Linked DNA regions of Zea mays: region 2 is linked to region 1. The links are chromatin contacts, called in public Hi-C maps. All regions are on one chromosome and are shown on one strand. The core of a region is the stretch at or near the end of the contact, and the rest is flanking DNA. Distances in the headings are between cores, read along the strand shown. Region 1 has its middle 47 kb from the start of LOC103655123. Region 2 holds the start of LOC109945996.

What was found. Hi-C and Micro-C count contacts between places; a contact is called where the count stands out from the background.
Region 2: a Hi-C map of ear shows a contact between it and region 1, with 1.9 times the contacts expected there. The contact joins the promoter of LOC109945996 here to the enhancer-like site in region 1. A contact is called at or near these places in 3 of 25 Hi-C or Micro-C datasets (bundle sheath, ear and leaf).

What each region holds. Positions count from the first base shown.
Region 1 is chr4:15,219,926-15,225,775 of Zm-B73-REFERENCE-NAM-5.0, forward strand. No RefSeq gene overlaps it. Among protein-coding and RNA genes, the nearest start is that of LOC103655123, 47 kb to the left of the region's middle. Within about 2 kb of position 2,661, at least 16 of the 20 cell types and tissues checked have an H3K27ac peak or open chromatin away from gene starts, as enhancers often do. A contact at or near this core is called in ear and leaf, where this site is marked.
Region 2 is chr4:15,566,888-15,572,737 of Zm-B73-REFERENCE-NAM-5.0, forward strand. LOC109945996 reads left to right here and starts at 3,572. Exons shown (of 9, transcript XM_020552472.2): 1 at 3,572-4,436; 2 at 5,451-5,598.

The sequences.
Region 1 (5,850 bases), core at 1,411-3,910:
ACTTGAGGAGAAGGTACTTTTAACTTCTTTGCACTGATTTGTTCTGAAGGAGAAGGTGAGGCAGATCTGAATTGGTGCTTCAACAATGGAGCATCCATGAAATCGTCGTCGGACAGTGTGGATGGAGCAGGAGGTTTTCTTTTTAAACGACAAGCTAACGCCTTTCTGCGAAAACGATGGATTGGGGCTGGCTGTGGCTCATTCTGCTCCTGATTTTGGGGAATATCATCTTGGTGAGCTGAGCTGCTGGATCTTGTACGTCTGGAAATGTCAATTGAAAAAACCTCGTGACTGGATTCAATGGTTAATCTTTTTGGATTACTGGGCGGGCGATCAACAGACTTCATGATTAAATACTGAATAGATCTGTAGAAAAAAGAAGTTGTTTTTAAATACATTGATTTATGCATGAATATATGCCAAAAAAAGAACTAATTTTTACTATAACTATCTGAAATGCATACTATATAATGCTAAGTGGAATTACATAACTTAAACTACCTTTTACATTTATGCGATAGCATTTAATGAACAATGGTTATATACAAGCATAAAGATTGATTTAATATTTCATATAATTGTAAATGGATCAGGATAAAATAAGAGCCTTTTTGGATCAACTAACTATACAACATATTTTAATAACTGGTTCATAGTAATAAAAACATTTAGCTCAAATAACATGAATATTTAAATAACATTTGCTTAAATAACAGTATCTGTATGTATTTATATATAAGGAACAGGAGTGTAAACTAATTATGTAAGTAAATAGATCAATTCAAATATGCTTAATATATTGCGAAATGTTCATAAACTTGTGTATGAATGAGCATACACATTACTGCCAATATGCATATATATCAAATCCAATGAGTATATTTTATATATAATAAAACAGATGTGTACATAAATGATTTAATTGAATGGGCATAAAAAGTAATGAGGATATGCATATAAATGAAATACAATAAGCATATTAGATAATTAAATAGATGTGAAAACAAATCATTAGAGTAAATGTGCGTAAAGAATACTGACTATATGCATGTATAATAAAACAAATGTGTAAACAAATGACTCAAGTGAATGTGCATAAACAGTACTGAGGATATGCATATATATCAAATACAAATAAGCATATTTGATAATAAAATAGATGTGAAAACAAATCATTAAAGTAAATGTGCATAAAGAGTACTGACTATATGCATATATAATAAAACAAATGTGTAAACAAATGACTCAGGTGAATGTGCATAAACAGTACTGAAGATAAGCATATATATTACATACAAAAAGCATATATGTGTTACTTGGGTTGTATAAGAGTACTCTCTGCTAACTCATCAGTAAATACCTAATCCACAGCCTTTGTCTAAATATATAAATGTCGGGCGATAGTGGGAATATAGAATAAATACACATGCCCTAATATCGGGGCTCCTAAACAAAAAAGAGATACAATGCGCGATGCAATGACCCGATTATAGTGATGTCTAAGCGGATACAAATCACACATTTAGCTGGAGAATAAGGGTTACAATCAAATCCACTTCAATCGACCGATAGGCTTCAAAAAATCGACGGCAAACTCGGTGTATTTCAATGTTGGATTACCTAGAACTTCTTGAATCGGGCTCCAATGCTGGGAGATTGAAGGATGTAAGGTGGAATGGAAGGGCGCTGGATTGGAGCGGCGGTGGATTGGCGCTGCGCTGGTTTGGAGGCGCGGAAATCGCCTGGTGAGTCGCCTCCGACGAAAGGAAAATCTGCGCGGCTGGTTTGTCTCCGTTGAATGCGCGACTACGGTTTTAGAAACAGGAAACGTGGGAGAGGTGGCTGGCTGACAGAGGTAACGGCGCCGTGACTAGGACCTGTTGACTCGGTGTGGTTCAACCAAAATGTCCATGTTGACTATCCTAGGCTTCCTCTATTATTGGAAGCCCAGAGCTCTTAATATATAAATTATGGCCTCTGTTTATAATCTTATTCTGGGCCCCTAAAAAATCAGGAACGGGCCCTGAGCAGCTGTCTGAGCGGAAGGAGACATCATGATACTAACAACCGAACGAACACCAGCAGGGAACCCAGCCAGATCACGGTTGATAACACCACGGGAACAAAGCCACACACAAGCACCTGACACAACTATAGCACGGTGCCGGTGAAAACCAGCAGCACATCACGACGGTACCACCACCCGATGGGCACATCGCACGAGGCACAACCATATGTCACGCGCGCGAAGACGCTGCCCATCAATCAGCCCGTGATAGGGCGCCCACCACCTCTCAATCGCCGCCACAGCTGACGTCCGACGACGGCTCACTCGACAACAGACGCAAGTGACCGTGCACACCGCCACAAGGATCGGAGCGTCACAGCGCCACCACCGACTAATCCAACCTCAGTGGAGCAGCTGCCGAACCTCCGCAAATCGCCGGAATCAGGTGGATCAAATCAAAGACAAGACAGAAGAACTGGTACTTCTTCCTCAAATGGGATAACGAGGCGAGGTGCACCTATTTGATGGTGTGGTGGAGACTTCCGGCACGGTGCGGACGAGGACGACAGCGTCATTCGTCCAGACATACCGCCGCCTAGAGCGCGGGCGACGTTGACGCTGCGGCCGCCAGGGGCTTCAGTCTCCCTGTCCTCCCTCCGTACGTGTGCAGGCGCGAGGGAGACAGAGAGCTTGCCGGGCTGGGCCGCATTTAGCCTTGAAGTGGCCCAGTCGGGTCAATCACTCACTTTCGTTTTGTTTTTTCAATTGTTATTCATTTCTCCACTTTTGAAAAGGAAAACAAAGAAGGAAAACCCTTCAATGAACAACGTAACGTATTCATTTAGATTAAAAATAGGTCCGAGTGACTCGCTAGCGGCTAGGCCAATTCTAAGAGGTAATCACTGGTGGCTACGTTGACTATTGGAGGTTTTCTTCTCCATGGCCAAGTGGGCTCCACATCCTGCCTCTTCCCGGTAAGTTTAGCCTTGTGCATTTGATTGACAAGACGAACAATACAATTCGTTTATGGAACAATTGCGTCACTGCCCTTTTTTTAGGGTATAACTACAGACATCATGCGTGTCTGTCTCTGTTTTTTTTTTTCAAAACAAAACTATTGTGTATGATTCTACTCCGTCAGTTATACTGAACGATGTCAAGTCTTGATAAAAATTACAATGAACAATTGTGCTATTGCCCCTATTTTGGAGTGTAACCTTTGTTTTATCCCTATTTTGTAGTCTTCACACGTTTTTAATGACAACTCAAACTACTTTGGACAACAATCCAATTGTTTTACAATTATTTGAGTCATTTCCAAAATCTAAAAAAATTACTTTGACCCTAAACCATTATAGAAACTAAGGGGGTGTTTGGTTTGAGAAAACACTCCATCCAAATTGAGGTGGTGTATCATGGATCTATTACTCAAGTTTGGTGAGATGATCTCATTTCTAATATCGGTACTAACTAACTATATGAGGAATGATGTGGTGATGAATCAACTCATTTCATTTGACAAACCAAACTCAAAAAAGTGAGAAATGAGACAATGATAGTCTAGCTCAATCCTAAAACCAAACACCCTATAAGTCCATGTACCTGACGTTTTCACATTTTGATTCAAAGAACATGGGTCGTTCTTGACTGAATAAATGGCAGAACCAAACCAAATGTGCTTGGTTACTAGAATGTGGACGTGGGCCGTCCCAATCAAATGGGCCGAGTAAACAAAATTACCTGACTGAAAATCTCCTCTCTCCCTCTCTCTCTTGTTTTCTAGACGGTAGAAACTAGAAAGGCCGTTACCCGTACGCCGTAGGTGAGAAAAGATTAAAAAAAAAACCCTACGGTAAAAAGTAAAATCTCTGAAGTGCACCAGTTTGCCAACAACTAATTATTTTTCCTGCAAGATCATGAGGAGATCAGCTACTGTGTTGTCGATTCCTGGAACCGGTCTTTCCCTAACAAGGAATTGCCAGATCCACAAGCGGGCACCATGCATGCACATGCTTTTTGCCCTGTAATTAATGCAAAGAAGAGCAAATTAATGGTCACTACTCTCACTGACATCGGCCAAGTCTAATTCAGGGCACCAGCAGTTAACGTTGCACGTAGTTTTTGGGTTTCCAGGGCAACGACGAATGCTTCTGCTTGCAGTTGGAGGCTTGAAGCTGTGGCTTTATCTCGCGGATGGAAACAACGGCCCAGTGCCAGTGGTAGGACCGGTGGTTACAGACTTGCAGGAGCGAACGAAGCGCTGCCAGAGCGGAATTGACGGAAGGTTTTGTTTTGTTTTGTTTTCTTCGGGGTGGTGCAACCGACCACCCTCTTGTTGGGATGTTTGGCCAGTTTGCAGGCAGGGGCTGAGAGAGAGAGAGAGAGAGAGAGAGAGAGAGAGAGAGAGAGAGAGAGAGAGAGAGAGAGAGAGAGAGAGAGAGAGAGAGAGAGAGAGAGAGAGAGAGAGAGAGAGAGAGAGAGAGAGAGAGAGAGAGAGAGAGAGAGAGAGAGAGAGAGAGAGAGAGAGAGAGAGAGAGAGAGAGAGAGAGAGAGAGAGAGAGAGAGAGAGAGAGAGAGAGAGAGAGAGAGAGAGAGAGAGAGAGAGAGAGAGAGAGAGAGAGAGAGAGAGAGAGAGAGAGAGAGAGAGAGAGAGAAGAGAGAGAGAGAGAGAGAGAGAGAGAGAGAGAGAGAGAGAGAGAGAGAGAGAGAGAGAGAGAGAGAGAGAGAGAGAGAGAGAGAGAGAGAGAGAGAGAGAGAGAGAGAGAGAGAGAGAGAGAGAGAGAGAGAGAGAGAGAGAGAGAGAGAGAGAGAGAGAGAGAGAGAGAGAGAGAGAGAGAGAGAGAGAGAGAGAGAGAGAGAGAGAGAGAGAGAGAGAGAGAGAGAGAGAGAGAGAGAGAGAGAGAGAGAGAGAGAGAGAGAGAGAGAGAGAGAGAGAGAGAGAGAGAGAGAGAGAGAGAGAGAGAGAGAGAGAGAGAGAGAGAGAGAGAGAGAGAGAGAGAGAGAGAGAGAGGTGTTCCAGAGAAGCTTGCGACCAACCTGCTGACAATTTGTCTGGATCGTTTCAGACTTCCAGTCGCTTGCTTGCATGCTCCGGCAAACAAGCATGTAAAGCCCTCGGCAAATGTTCGCTGCTAACCGGCCGGTGAGAAAGACGGACCAGGAAAAAAAAACCATTTGAGCAAGCTAGCTTTCACAAAATTGAGGAAATTACATATGTACAAGGTTGTGAAAACAATAATGAACAAAAAGGACTTGTCGTTGTTGAGTTTACTCACAAACCCTGTCTCTACTATAACTGAAATTATTGCGCAAATCGTCGCTATCTGAACCCCCCCAAACCCCCATACATGCTAATTATTGTAAGGTAAGCACTGCATTTTATGCATATGATTGGAATATTTGTGGGGACTAGGCCAACAGGCACATGTATGGTACATAGCTAGCTAGTTTTCCGTAGGCTTAAATAAAGCCTATTTTTCGAACTCCAATATTCATGACAATCTAGTTTTTTATTGAAGTGTATAACACTAGTACAGATAACCTCTATAGTGGCAGTCGTAAACCTATTTACAGTGGCGTTTTTCGTAACCGCCAGTGCTAGGAGCCAGTAGAAATCATCATTTTTACAGGCGGGTAACTGAGAACCGCCAGTGGAAATCGATTTCCACTGCCGGTCGGCGTAATAAAACCGCCAGCGGAAATCGATTTTCACTGGCGGTCGGCGTAATAAAACCGCCAGTGAAAATCGTTTCCAGGAAACATAAAACGGATTTTAAAAATAGCAATATATATATTTTTGTTACGGAGGCCTCGCGGCCCACCACCCCCAACTGTCTGTCTCC
Region 2 (5,850 bases), core at 2,322-4,821, 350 kb after region 1:
TAACAAAATTTGATTGTCTCCCATTCACCCCTCTCTGGTCGCCTCACTGGTCATTCAATTGGTATCAGAGCTGGTTAAGAATTTTCATACCCTAATCGGTCTGAAATCCATGAAGGCGACATAAAATGAGGAGTTGGCAAATCTCCATTTTTCGATGGGACGAATTACCCATACTAAAAGATCCATATGTCGACATATCTTCAGAGTATTGAGTATTGCGTTTAGAAGATTTGTCCTATATGTAGAAGTTGCACTGGTTGGACATCAAAATTTTGTTGCAAGACGAGCCCGAGGACTATGGATATGGCCATGACTTTGTTTACAATGTCCTATAGTAGTTCTTTGTCAGATGGCAGTGGAAGTCTATCAATCACCATTTTGATAGCTACCATACATTGGTATGGAACTCAATTTCTTTGGTTGCGGTATTGATCTAAAACAAGAGATTCCTTTGTCTCACCAGCTAACCTTGACATCCATTATCTTCAGCTTGAGCTTGGTGTCTTCTCTCCTTGTCATGATTGCGGTCTAGGCGTTGGTTCCTGTGCCGAACAGTTTCATTAGATCATGTATGCACGTCTTATGAGATGACTTGTTGCAATCTTGCCCTTACTGCTCATTGGTGCCTCTATTCCACCCTTGCTAAATTGCGAGGAACATGAACTGCTTTAGCTATTGGGGTTTCACCTTGAAAAGATGTCGAATCCTCGTTAAATATGGTTGTTTCCTATACGACCCTCCATGACTCCTACCAGGAAGACCTCCCTTGAACCGAGGGATCATGAGCGTCGGAGTGGAATGCTCCCTTAGGCCTTGTTCGTTTGTGCCGGATTGATGGGTTGGAACGATTCCTAACCGGATTGCTTCTCTAATTTATATAAACTTTGATTAGCTGGAACGATTCCGGGTGCAATCAGACACAAACGAACAAGGCCTTAGGTGGATTGTCACCGGAGTGGTCTCGCATGAAAGGCTTACCATTCAGATCTAAAAGTGTTGTGCCATCTAGCCAGTCGCCTCACTAGGGTGACGACGATGTCGATCCCTAGCTGGAGACCATTTACTGGCATTGAATCTCTAGTAATGTCCAAGTCATTTCTATTATGCACTATTTCTTATATTATGTTCATTTGGTATCACAAACATTTTTGTTTTTAACTAATCAGTTAAACTTTTAAGAAGATTGACTTAAGACAACTTTAGGAATTAATTTATCGGACCCATACAATATCTGGCAAAAATAGTATGACAGAAACTGAAGCTCTTTAATACGTACCTGAACCTGTAGACTTGTACATAATCCAGAAATTATTTCAGTTGGGATATTGAAAGTCGGCTACTTATTGGCTTGGGAAATAAGAACTGTAGAACTACTGCAATTGGTCTATTACACTGGGATATCAAATGCTACTGAACCACCAGCTGTTTGGTCAAGTGGTAACCAAGTAAATGTACTCCTAAAACTAGTTTATTCCATCCACGTAGAATCCAACCGATCGACGTTCTTCGTTGGTCACCCCTATTCAGCCGTTGCTTCAAATATAGGAGGCTTTTAAGCTTTGACCTCTGCTGTCCAGCTAAACCTAATTCAGCATCCCCACTCCCACTAAGCACTAATACTGATACAGGCACCCGGTAGATATTTGACAGTTGTTGTGCCTGTTCGTTCCAGATCTTTTTCTTTCTTTTCTTTTTTCCAAGGTCAAGAAAACTTCAGCTTCCTACGCCACCACTACTGCGAACGCAAGGATGAAAGAAGCGGAAAAAAAGGTGGAAGCCGAAAGCAACACGGCAGAATCGTTTTTTTCCCCTGCGCCTCTTTCTGCCTGCGGCTCTCTTTGACGCGCAGCCCCTCGCTCTTTTTCAGAAATTTGTATGGATTCTAGTGCCTTTCATTTAAGGCCCCGTTTGTTTCCTTTCATTTCGAGGAATTGGAATCTTACTAATGGAGTAGGCTATTTTTTTAGAATATGACATTCCACCACTTTCCAAAGTTATCATATAAGCCTACCTCAAATTCATGGGGTGAGAGATGGAAATTGATTCTATAGATTTACATGTTATTTTTCCGATGTACAACTTATAGCACATTCTTCTACTTGCGCCTCTATAACATAAATGTAGTATATAACTATCTCTCTCATATGATTTTGGATAATATACAAATATATTACATATATAAATATATAAACTTAATTAGTTTTGTCTAAATTATAATTATTAAAATGGAATTCAATTCCAACTAAACAAACAGGCCCTAAGAATAATAGAATTGACCCAGTTTTAAGGAAACCGGGCCCGAAACCTATACAGAGCACACAAACAGCCTAGAGAACAACAACCCTACACACACAACCTAAATAGAGTTATCGTTGTCGAGCTCGACACAAGGGACAAGCAGCTCCAACTCCGCAAGATGGGCTGATAGGCAACAGGCGGTTGGATTGGGACATCAACACGTCGACACCATACCAAACTCAGCACAACGACGACAGAGTAACACGCCGAAGCGAACACCACCACCACGCAAACAACACACCCAACAAAACACTACACCACCACAAACTCGGAGAGGAAGCGAAAGAAGCCACCACGAACTGCGCCGTCGTCGCCAACGATGTGCCACGCCAAAAGCTGCAGCCCGGTGCAAGCCTGAGCGACACCTGGAATTCCTCCACCATGGGAAATCACCCTCAAGCCACACGCACGGTCGTCGATCACCCGGCTCACACTCCTCTGCCAAGGACTTAGAAATCTCCGCACAACGGCACTCCTCTACCGCTGTGCACGAGCAACACCACCCACCAACCACCGTCACTACCTGACCAAGATGGGCCTCAGATGCGACGTCTCCAAGGAGGGCACGACGCCAATGACGCCGCCGTCACATGTCCAAGGATGGACAGGGTTCACACCCTCGAGAACCCGAGACATGATGTCTCCCAATGGTGCCCCAACAGATAGAGTGATGCCACAAGGGCGCCGCCACCATCACCACTGACATAGACGTCAGTGAAGACTTACGCCCGACTCAGCACCATGTCTTATATTGCGGTTTAACTTTGTCCGTGGGGTTCGACTATAGATGGCCAATAAGCACGAGGCCCGCGAGCCCTGCACGACCCGTTTACCTCTAAGCTCGTTAAGCCCGCTTTTTTACACTAAAACGTGCTTCCCGGCTCGCATAGTCTGCTTTTCGGCCCGCTTTTTCGTGCTAAACGGGCCAGCGCTACGGGCCGGGCTCGGACAGGAAATTGAGCCTGCGTGTTTAGACGGCCCGGCCCGATTTTCTAACCGTGTCTGGCGTGCCGTGCCGGGTCGGGCCGGGCGGCCCGTTTGGCCATCTCTAGGTTCGAGCAAGCTGCGCAGCCTCTGTGTTTTCAGAAAAAACCACATAGTACTTCGAACATATATATTGGTTTCAGACTTTTCAGTGTACCATGGTCGAACGATTTCTATGCAGGCGATACTGTAAAACACGTTCAGGAATTTTATGCATCGTCCCAGACACCCCGAGGTCGATTCTGCAAAACGGCACCGGTCTACAACTTTGTCCGTTATCTCCCTGCTCCGGCGCCCCCGGCTCCTGCCGACCTCCACCACGCACACAAACACGCGGACGCGGCTTTGTTGAAGGAAGCTGCACGGCAGAAAGGAAGGAGAAGAAAGACGGTAACTGATAAAACGAATACTAAACAAGAGGAGAAACTGAAACAAATCCATGGGGTTTGAATCGACAATAGCTGTTCCACGGACTCCATTCCAGCTCAAACCCTTTCCTACTCTCTCTCTCTCTCTCTCTCTCTCTCTTTCTATCCGTCGTCATCGATCGCCTGCTGCTTTAACATTCGTTCCTTGGCTCGGGGGATTTGGTGGTGCGAGCCAGCAGCGAGCGAGCGAGCGTGCGTGCGTGCCTGCGCCGGGTGCAGCGCATCGCATCCTACCAGTTCCTCCATGGACAAGGAAAGCGCGCCGCTTTATTAGATTTCAGACTCCCTTGCTTGCTCCCGTCCGCGTCCGCGTCCACGTCGACCGCCTCCTCCTGCTTTTGCTGCTCACCGTCGTCACCGAGTATATAAGCAAGCAAGCGCGCACGGCATGCCTTGGAAAGGGAAGCCATCGCCCATTGCAGGTGCCCGCGTTTGACACGGAGAGGTGGCCGCGTGTTGGACTCGTAGAGAAGAAGAGGAGGACCGGGAGTCGGATGCGTGCCTGTACGACGACGCGTGCGTGACTAGGTGAATGGCGAGAGGGACCCGAGGAGGAGGAGGAGGAAGGTGGTAGCTGGGCGGCTGGGCGACGGCGCGCGGCAACGACCGCGCTCTTGGGTTGGGGCTCGTTCGTCCTCTGCGTCGGCTACAAGAGCAGAGCCCAGAGCAGAGCAGAGGAGAGGAGCTTCAGCGTTTGCATGGGAGCAGGGGAGAATTCTGCGCCAGGTGAGTGAGCTTCAGCGCTTGCGATTCCTTCGATCCATGCATTCCTTCCTGCTCAGGGCTTTGCATTTAGAATTCGTGGTGCCCTGGCTGTTCTCCAGTTTGAGACTACTGCCAGGTTTCTTGTATTTTTTCGACGAAGCGTGGAAGAACTGGAGATTACGTTTCCGCTCTGCTAGGGGGTTTTCTGTTGATTTTAGTAGTTGCAAGTCGGCCAAAAGAAAGTTTTTTTTTCCCTCTATCGCTCTGTTTTCATGTGCATGTTGATACTGCGCTTTGTTTCCCGTTTTTTTCTCTACATATTGATAGTTAGCTGGTGTCTGAATATCCATAGCCCTGTTCTGAGGCTACGTTTGAATGCACTGTAGTTAATAGTTATTAACTAAAATTAGGTGGAGATATCCAAAAACCATAGATAATGATTTAGCTATTAGCTATTTTTAATATATTAGTTAATAGGTAGCTAGCTATTTGCTAGCCAGTTAATTATACCTGTAATTTTTTAGCTAACTAATTATTAGCTTCAGTGTATTTAAACACCCCTAAATTTCAGACGTTCACATGTTAGTAGTCATATGTCTGGAACTCGGTTTTTTCCTTGAAATTGCTCCAGAATCCAGTCTTCTTGGTGTGAAAACACTCAACCAGCACTACTGCCAATCTTACCGTATTCAACGGAGTGACATTCCCGCCATGACTATTGTTTGACTCGCACCTGTCCGTTAAAGTTAGGCACGGAAGGAAGGAAGCCGATTGAGCAGCCCAGCCCAAACTGCGACAGGAGGGTCATCATCCAACAACAATTCAATCAGTCTGAACTGAAACCTGCGTCCGTACGTTAGAATTGTTACGTTCTGACGACTGACTGACTTATTAGACAGCCAGTGCCATGGTTTATCTATTTAGCACATGCGGAAAGGAGTTGCGCTTGTTTGCAGATCTGTTGCATCGTTTCTTTTGGTTCTATATACCTGAATCGAGATCGGAGTGTAATTCTTGGAGCTTTGCTGAGGTCAGCTTGCTAGCATGGAACCGAGGAGCAGGAGGTTAGAGCAGTTGGTGTTCCTGCTCTGCTTCATCGCGGCGATCACATGCAGGCTACACGCACAAGCCCAGGCCCAAACGACTCTGCAACGCCCCAAAAGCTCAGCTCACAATGGAGCAGGTGACTAACTCTCTCTCTCTCTCTCTCATGTGTTTTGTATATCATATCATAGATAAACCTCGCAAAATCTATTCATCGCCTTTGCTGGTAAGTGGCAGTAACATGCAAGATAGGTTTGTTTGTAATAATAATAAAATAATAATCTTTGAAGAGGTAAAAGTATCATGCCAGCAGGACAGCAAAACTGCCCTGGTTAACTGTTCCACTAGTTGACATTCTACAGCTACATATATCCGACATTTTTCTTGTTGG